2 separate regions of the Pan troglodytes genome follow, and region 2 is linked to region 1. Evidence: chromatin contacts called from public HiChIP or PLAC-seq data. All regions are on one chromosome and are shown on one strand. The core of a region is the stretch at or near the end of the contact, and the rest is flanking DNA. Distances in the headings are between cores, read along the strand shown.

Region 1 (4,786 bases), core at 1,065-3,564:
AGACCCTCATGGACGTGGCCAGTGCGTCACTCACCTTGCTGTGGTTCCCATTGGCTGCCAGTTCCCAAGTGTCACCCTTGCCCACTGGGAGGCAACAGCAAGGTGCCAAAGAGATCCTGCAGGGCTGCCCCAGCCAGAACCACCCACTAGGCCCTATCTCTCACGGCCTTGCCCTGCCGGGGATCTTGGTTTGGGACAAGCCCTTCTGGGAAGGGCGCCCTCCAGTGGGAAACCGGCCCTGCTCCACTGCCAGTCCCAGAGCTGACACCTCCCAGAACTGACATCTCCCAGAGCTGGGCCCAAGATTGATCCTTTTCACAGAGGCACACTGATCTGACCTGATTGTCATTAACTCACCCCCACTGTGCGCCTTCCTGAGCTTCTAGAATCATCCCCCAAGTCCCGCAAGCCCCAGAAACCCATTTCTTCAGCACTGGGCAGCAGAGACCAGTGGGGTAACTGTATCTTTAAGAAAAAGCAAGTGTAATAAATAAAAGTTATCTGGGAAAGAAAACTTCCTTTGTTTATTTTCCAGAAGCCTTAGCTCATCAATCTTCCCCTCCTAACCTGCTTTGTGCTCTACTAGTTTTGCTTCCAATAGAATGGAATTTGGTTTTCTAGTAGCATGTATCGTACACAGGGTGTCCCCAAACAGTAGCAATAATGAGTTGAAAGTGGCACAGTTGGAAGCCTTCAGAAGCCAATGCCAGATGTCAGGCCCTCAGTGGGTCCCTCTAAGGACACTGGGGCCAGAGCACAGGGCAAGGGTTGGGTTGGGCCCACAACTCTGGAAGGTCCCTGGGAGTCATTCATCCGACAGACACTGAGGAGTGCCCACGATGTGCCACGCCCTGTGTGGGCTCTGGGAAGGCCTCACCTGGCGCTGCCATGGCTGGCCACCAAAGAAGAACAGGATGGGCAGTGGAGGCAGGACCCCACCCCCAACTCAGTCGACCGGGTCATCCCGTGGGAAGCCTGGGAGGCAGGATGGCAGGAGATTTGGACCCATAGACCTGGGTGCCAGAGGTCAGGCTTCTTCATTTGAAAACCAGGGAAGCAGTCTCTACCTCACAAGGTGGCTTGAGAACAGAGTGAGAGAATGTGTAAATCACCCCACCTGAAGTCCAGCACATGGGCAGAGCTCAGCATCCTTTGGATCCCTCAGGCCTGACAGGTGCCCCTGCGCTGGGGGGGTTGGTGGGGCTCTGCAAAGGCAGGCACTGCTCGCCTCTGGGCTCAGAGTTCTTGTCTAGAGGCTTCTGCAGCTGCCACCCTCGCCTGAGAAAATGCAGGTAGAGACATCTAGAGCCACCCCATGGTAACTGGGGGCTTTGAAAGAATGGAAGAGAGCCCCAAGGAACCAAGGGTCCTGGGGATTGACAGGCATGAAAATATGTCCTCAACACCACCCACCCCTATTTCCAAGGCCCTCCTCCAAGCATGCCGCGTGCTGTTCTCCAGAAAAGCCAGGGCCTCTGGTAGCTCCAGCTGCTGAGGGGCTGGAGCCTCGCCTTCCCCTCACCAGACCAGAGCCCGGAGGGTGGGGGTTGGGGGGCTCTTTTAACTCCTTGGTGGAGATGAGGAAATTTGGGCCCAGGGAAGTGCAGGTTCAGAGCTGCACCTGCTGTGCCTGGAACAAGGCCAATCCCCATAACCCATGCATCTGCGGAGGTGGCCCCCCAACTGCACATGAGGGGAACAGGGGCTGGGCTTTCTTTTTAATTGGTCTTGCTCTAGATGACAGAGGAACTTTTAGAAAACTGGTGGGATAAGGATGGACGGATGCCCCTCAGCAGTCTCTGGCCTCGTGCACGGCTGCCAGCAGAGGAGGGACACGAGGCCTCAGTGGCCCCCGACGCCCCTTCTCCAGGAAAGCACAGGGTGTGTGGCTTCTCCCCAGCCTCTGGCCCCAGCCCCTTCTTTGTCCCAGTCCCCAGTCTGGAATCGCTCTCTGGGCTGGGCCAGGCAAGTGGGCCGCAGAGGCCTGGCTTAGCTTTGGGAACGGAAGCACGGGAAGGGGCGCGGAGAGGCAGGAAGCGGCCTGGGGAGGCTGGGGTGGCCGGGACTACGGACCCGACCGCATAGACGCGATCAGCCCCTCTTGGCCTTCCGGTGTAGCTGACCCCGCCCCGGGCTCTGGCCGGGCTGCGAAGCCGGGAACCAGCGACCCCCCGCCCGGCCCCTGCGGCCGCCCCGCCCCTCCCCGCCCCGGCCGCCCCGCCCCTCCCCGCCCCGGCCGCCCCGCCCCTCCCCGCCCCGGCCGCCCCGCCCCCGGCCCCGCCCCGCCCCTTCGCGTCCGGGGCCGCCGGCAGCCGCCGCCAGCTGCAGCCATGGGCCGGGCCCGGCCGGGCCAACGCGGGCCGCCCAGCCCCGGCCCCGCCGCGCAGCCTCCCGCGCCACCGCGCCGCCGCGCCCGCTCCCTGGCGCTGCTCGGAGCCCTGCTGGCCGCCGCCGCTGCCGCCGCCGTCCGGGTCTGCGCCCGCCACGCCGAGGCCCAGGCGGCCGCGCGGCAGGTCCGGGCCCGAGCTGGCTGGGGCGGGAGCGCGGGAGCGGGGACTGAAGGACCCAGCCTCGGCAGCAGGGGGGACATGGGCAGGGACGAGTCGGGGGAGGCGGAGGGCGGAGGGGGACTGGACGGGAGGGAGCACGGGAAGGAGGGGACACGGGAGGCGGGTGGGGGGTGCCTGGGGCCGGGCTGATGGGGGGAAGGCGAACGGAGGCCAGTGTGGGGCTGGGACAGACTGGAGGGGGTCTCTATCCAGAGGAGTGACCTGGACACAGTGAAGCTGGTTCCCGCAGAGTCTTAAAGGGGCACTGGGGAGCCCTGGGACAGTGAGGAGGGGACACAGGAGAGGACAGAAGGTGCAGGAGGAACAGGGCCAAGCAGCCAGGGCCAGGCGGAAGGCGGAGTGGGGACAAACTGGGAGGGGGCAGTCGGACCAGACAGTGGATGAGCAGGGACTAGGAGGGACTGGAGGCTCTGGGGCAGTTCAGAGGCAACATTTGCACAGATGGACCGGGAGGCACTGGGAGAACTCAGGAAGATGGTGGGAGAAGGGGCTCCATGCGGAAGCAACTGCCTGTTGGGGACCAGGAGACCAGGCCGCCAAATGGTGCCCAGCCCAGTCTCTCCTCCCAAGCAGGAACTGGCGCTGAAGACCCTGGGGACAGATGGCCTTTTTCTCTTTTCCTCCTTGGACACTGACGGGGATATGTACATCAGCCCTGAGGAGTTCAAACCCATTGCTGAGAAGCTAACAGGTACCAGGAGAGGCTGGCGGCTGGGGAGGAGGGCGCCTTGGCCAACGGTGTCTTCACTGAGCAGGAGCGGCCGTCTGGAGTGGAGGGAAGCTCGTGGGATCTCAGAGGCCCTGGACTCCTCCCAGCTCTGACACTTTGTAGCTGGTGGCTTGGGCGAGCTGCTCCAGCAACCCCTGAGCCTGTTTTTCTCAGACTTGTGAGCAATAATACCAGCTAACATTCTTTGGTCTGCGAGGTAGCTCACGTCTGTAATCCCAACACTTTGGGAGATGGAAGGATCGCTTGAGCCCAGGAGTTCAAGACCAGCCTGGTCAACATGGCAAAACCCCATCCCTACAAAAATACAAAAATTAGCCGGGTGTGGTGGTGCACACCTGTAGTCCCAGCTACTTGGGAGGCTGAGGTGGGAGGATCACTAGAGGCCATGAGGCAGAGGTTGCAGTGAGTTGACATCACACCATTGCACTCCAGCCTGGGCGACACAGTGAGACCCTGTCTCAAAACAAACAAACAAAGCAAAACTAAAAAAACAAAAAAACCATTCCTTGGCCACCTCCTCCGTGCCAGGTATTTAAGTACTTCATGTGGGTTCTCTCTTTAAACCTCACAGTAGCCCTGGGAGATGGACACTGTCATGATCCCCATGTTTAATAGTTTGAGAGACTAAGGCACAGGCAGGCTCCCCAGTTTCCTAAGCTAGAAAGGTGCGGAGCCAGGGCTAGAACTGGGGCCATCTGGCTTCAGGGTCCTGCACCAGCTCACAGGTTTCAGTAGAGAAAAGAAATGCACAGTGACGAATATGCAGTAGATTTCCAATAGACAGCAGCTATAACTTTTTTTTTTTTTTGAGACAGGGTCTTGTTCTGTCACCCAGACTGGAGTGCAGTGGTGCAGTCACAGCCCACTGCAGCCTCAACTTCCCTGGCTCAATTGATCCTCCTGCCTCAGCCTCCTGAGTAAGTGGGACCACAGGCATGTGCTACCACGCCCAGCTGATTTTTCTATTTTTGTAGAGATGCAGTCTCACTACGTTGCCTAGGCTGGTCTCAAACTCCTGGGCTCAAACGATCCTCTTACCTTGGCCTCCCAAAGTGCTGGAATTACAGGTGTGAACCACCGCACCCAGCCAGGAGCTATAACTATCATTACTAAATCTGAAACTTTGCTTAGGTGCTTTCAGATTCCTATTCCATTCTTTGTTGTTGTTGTTGTTGTTGAGATGGAGTCTTGCTCTGTCACCTAGACTGGAGTGCAGTGACGCAATCTCAGCTCACTGCAGCTTCTGCCTCCCTGGTTCAAGCAATTCCCCTGCCTCAGCCTTCCCAGGAGCTGGGATTACAGGCACCTACCACCATGCCGGGCTGATTTTGTATTTTTAGTAGAGACAGGGTTTTGCCTTGTTAGCCAGGCTGGTCTCGAACTCCTGACCTCGAGAGATCTGCCTGCCTCAGCCTCCCAAAGTGCTGGGATTACAGGCGTGAGCCACTGTGCCCGGCCTCCTATTCCATTCTTGCTATCATTTTTG
Region 2 (4,365 bases), core at 245-2,744, 180 kb before region 1:
TGTGGACACGCCCGGGGCTCTCTTCCTTTCGCTGCTTCTCAAGGCTGCGGTCAGCCTCCCTCCGTGCTCCACCCAGGGGCCCTGGCCCCGTTTAGGGTTGTGGGAAAAGGAAGGCACGCCAGGGGTCTGCGAGGGGGCCAGTGGAAACACCACCTCCGCCGACCCGGCCGCGGTCACAGCTCTCTGGCTTGGCTCCAGCCACGAGCAGCACCCCTGCAGCCCGGCGTTAGCGCTGAGAAGCCCGGGGCAGCCGCCAGGGCGCGGGCTGCCAGCTCCCTGACAACCCCGGGCTGGCACTCAGGGGCGAGAGAGGTCACCCAGCGACGGGCACACACCTCCAGAGCAACACCGCTTCCGGGGGCCACCAACCCGAGCCTCGCGGGCGGGCTGGGGGGTGGTCTCTGTCGCTTGGGGTCCAGCGAAGGCTGGGCAGTAACCAATGGACGACTGTGGCCCAACGGGGATCCCTCGGATGCAGCCAATGCCCTCGTTGCGCTCTCCGCCCCCGCCCTCGCCTGCCCCGCGCCGCTGGACCATTGGCGCCCGCTGGATGGGGGGTGCGCGCGACGCCTGCCCTTCGGGGAGGGCGGGGCTTGGAGCGGGCTGCGCTCCCGCCCGCGCTCGGCCTCTGCCCCGCCCCCGGACGCGCGGCCCTCAGCCCGGCTGCGGCGCGGCGCGGCGGCGGCGGGAGGGGGCGCGGGGCGCGCGCGTGGGCGTGGCCGGCGGGCGTGGCCGGCGGGCGGCAGGAGGCGGGGCGGCGGGCGCTGTCGCAGTGAAAGCCCGAGCGGCGGCGGCGGGGACGGCGGTGGAGGCGGCCGGGTGGCTGTGCGCGCGTGTGGGGCGCAGGCTCGGCGGCAGCGGCCGGTCTGGAGCGGCCGCTGCGAGGAAGACAGCTGCAGCGGGGGAGGCGCAGCCAGGGCTGCGCGCTCCGCGGAGCCGGCGGGGCCGGGAACAGGTGATCCCAGCGGGAGCCCCGCGCCCTGCCGAGTTCGAGGGGCGGGAGCCCGCGCTCCCGGGCGCATCTGCAGCCGCCCAGCCGCGGCTCCGGACCCAGGCATCCCTGCGCTGTCTGGGGCCCGGGGGAAGCCCCCTGCCCCCGCAGGCTCGGAAGTGCCAGCTCCTGCTCCCTGGCCACTCCCGGCTCCCAGCTCCCGGCGCCCTGTTCGCGGCGGAGAAAGTTGTGGACGTGTCCCGATAGTCGAGCCCGGGCGCTGTCGCGACCGGGCCGGGTGTGCGCGCGCTCGGGGCGGCGCTGACACGCCAGCCCCCCATCGCCTCGGTCCCCTCCGGAAACTGCTTCTGAAGCTGAAACTTTGGGCGCCCACCAGCGCGGGCGGGAGCCTAGGGGGCGGAGGGCGGCTTGGTGCGGGCCTGCGGGCGCCCCTCGGCGCGGACAGCCGGGACGCCGCGGACGGCATGTGACGGCCCCGGCGGCCGCAGCGCGGGAAGGCGCGGGCCCCGGCGCGGCGGGGAGGGCTCGGCCGGAGGGGAGGCTGCGGCGCGCGGCCGGTCGCTGCGGGCCCGGGCCCCAAGCCGTGCCGCTCCGCTCGCCCGGGCCCCGCCGAGGCCGCTGCGCCCCCGCCTCCTCGCGGGAGGACTCGCTCCAAACTCCCTGAACTTCGGGGACAGTCCCCCGAAGCGGCGAAACTCTCAGGGTTGGCAACCCTGCCTAGGGACCCCCATCCCGGTCGGCGCTCCGGACGCCCTCCCCTCACCGCGCCCCCGCAGACACGTGCCTGGACTCCGAGGGCTTCTGGAGCCCCCGGCCGGGCCACGATGCTCATGAGGAAAGTGCCCGGCTTCGTCCCGGCCTCCCCGTGGGGGCTGCGGCTGCCGCAGAAGTTCCTCTTCCTCCTCTTCCTCTCGGGCCTGGTCACCCTGTGCTTCGGGGCCCTCTTCCTGCTGCCCCACTCCTCTCGCCTCAAGCGCCTCTTCCTGGCCCCCCGGACCCAGCAGCCTGGCCTGGAAGTGGTGGCTGAAATCGCCGGCCATGCCCCGGCCCGCGAGCAGGAGCCGCCTCCCAACCCGGCCCCCGCCGCGCCGGCCCCGGGCGAGGATGACCCCAGCAGCTGGGCCAGTCCCCGCCGCAGGAAAGGGGGGCTGCGGCGCACCCGCCCCACTGGACCCCGCGTGGAGGCCACGGCGGCCCGGGGCAATAGCATCCCGGCCTCCAGGCCCGGGGACGAGGGCGTCCCTTTCCGCTTTGACTTCAACGCATTCCGGAGCCGCCTCCGCCACCCGGTCCTGGGAACGAGGGCCGATGAGAGTCAGGAGCCCCAGAGCCAAGTGCGAGCCCAGCGGGAGAAAATCAAGGAGGTATGGACTCAGCCCCCCAATTCCTCCCACCAACTGCCCCCACTAAGGAGAGAAGACCCTCTGGCGCTCCCACCCCTTTCCCTTGCCTCAGTCACTCCTGGTCCCAGGTCTACTTCTGGCCCTGCAGACTGCACTTTGCACCTTCCCCTTTCCTCCCAAATGTCCCACCTTCTTTCCTCCCTACACAGTTTCCCACCACTCGGGTCAGTTAATCGTCCCCACCGTGACAGATGGCAGCTGAACCCCTAGACCAACTGCCCCCTCACTCCCAGACTCTGGTCTGTCCTATCCAACCCCCAGGCCCAGTGAGCTCCACTCCTTCCCTTTGTGGAGTTGCTAATGAGAGTGGAGTTCAGGTTCCTTAGTGCACCCTCTTTTTGCATTTGTGGACACAGAGCCACTGGTCCCATTCTTTTTCACTGTGTGACCTTAAGTCCAAAACCCCTGTAGGACCTGCTTACCTGAAAACCCAGGATTTAAGGGGGTATTTGGTGTCCTGCGAATATTTTGTAATCTAGTAAGCAACCTACAAACCAGAGGATGTTGTGCATTCTGTTTCTATTGAGCTTATTGAGCTTTGGAACAATTGTACACAATTGTACATAATTGCATATGATGCAGGAAGAGATGATAAAGCAGTGGTCATATTACAGAAGCTCCGAGGTTATTGGCATAATGAAGCAGATCTTGAGCTGGTTCCCTGTAGGGATTGTACCAGGAGGGATTTAGAAGGATCACTTTAAGTCTGAGTCTTAGTTTAAGAAATCAAAAGCAAACACAGCCTCACAAGGCTTGAAGACAGTTGCCAGCTTGCCACTGCCACTAAATATTCTGCTGGACCACTGTTAGAACTGCCTGCGTGCGGATGGTGCCCAGCAATGCAGAGGGGGCTGCAGTGACACCCCCAGGCCACGAGGGGGCCGTGGGCAAGCTGTGGGCCAGGGTCTCCTCCCTAGAAACGAGAGGATGCTCTCCCCTCCCCATGGACTCAAAGGAAAGAAAGGGCTGCTTCTGCCTGGACTTCTTGATTTGCTGCGAAGAAGTCAGCAGTTCGACCCTGATTTCCAGGAAGAGCAGGCAGCAAGGATCAGGACCTGCCCTGTCAAGACCTGCTCAGAGCCGATGGAGGGCTTAGCCAGATTATCCCCTTCTCCTTGTCTGAACCATCCTCCCTTCCAGCGCCCACCTCTCTTCCACTTCTTATCTCTGCTGTTACTCTGTTTGGAGGCTTAACTAGCAATCACAGGACATTTTGTGAAGTTACAATAGGAAGCCACAAGGAAGCTGAGTGCTTGGTGTGTGTGTGTGTGTGCATGTTTGTGTGCTCTCATTTCCAGATTCCTGTTGAAATCTCAGGTTGATTGACAGCTGGAACTTACAGTAGCTAAGTAAGGGGCATTCATTTCTCCCTTTCTTGTTAAGGAACTACGCTGTTGAATACTCACCTGGACCACCCATAGCTCTTTCTCAAAGCTGCTTCTGAGCACAGTGGCTCTTTTTGCCCCTCTCGACCTCCTAGTAGGGCAGTGACCCCCAGTGAAATTACATATAAATTGCATGCATGCAGTTTTTCATGGGGCATCCAGAGGTGCCATCAGATTTTCAAACTCATCCCCCAAAGGATTAAGAATTAACTATCATCTTCCTCAGAAAAGATGCTCTCTGTGTTTGCACTTAGATGGTGGTCCATTTCCGAATGCCAGGGGCTGGGGAGTCATGGCAGGAAGGGAGGGCTGGCTAGTAGGGAACTTGATTCTCCCTCTCTGTGTAAGACAATTTATTTTGCCAGCAGAGTCTGGGATGATGCTTGCTGGAGCGGCTGGAGGGTGGGAAGAGGGATGAGGATTCTGTGCTTTGCAGGTGGGTATAAAATAACATGATGGGAGAAGGTCTAAGTTGGTGACCAGATGTCTGGATCTTTCTAGCTGGCATCTCCTTGCACCCCTGGTACTAGCTGGAGGCATGCTGCATATACTTGGAGTTGGTGTTCAGCTAGCCCTCTCTTACTAATCTTGAAGAAGAGAGGGCTGGTTTCTGTTGTTTTGAAAC

What was found. HiChIP or PLAC-seq counts read pairs in DNA pulled down with a chosen protein or histone mark.
Region 2: a contact with region 1 is called in an H3K4me3 HiChIP or PLAC-seq map of stem cell-derived excitatory neurons, with 18 times the contacts expected there. The contact joins the promoter of MAN1C1 here to the promoter of SELENON in region 1. A contact is called at or near these places in 4 of 7 Hi-C or Micro-C datasets (blood, induced pluripotent stem cells and stem cell-derived neural progenitor cells), 1 of 1 datasets of contacts at active chromatin or transcription factors (stem cell-derived excitatory neurons) and 1 of 1 other capture datasets (stem cell-derived neural stem cells).

The regions. Positions count from the first base shown.
Region 1 is chr1:205,172,161-205,176,946 of NHGRI_mPanTro3-v2.0_pri, reverse strand. SELENON (selenoprotein N) reads left to right here and starts at 2,314. Exons shown (of 13, transcript XM_024357070.3): 1 at 2,314-2,513; 2 at 3,144-3,261; 3 at 4,116-4,217. The coding sequence starts at 2,331.
Region 2 is chr1:205,353,537-205,357,901 of NHGRI_mPanTro3-v2.0_pri, reverse strand. MAN1C1 (mannosidase alpha class 1C member 1) reads left to right here and starts at 1,494. Exons shown (of 12, transcript XM_016956569.4): 1 at 1,494-2,316. The coding sequence starts at 1,777.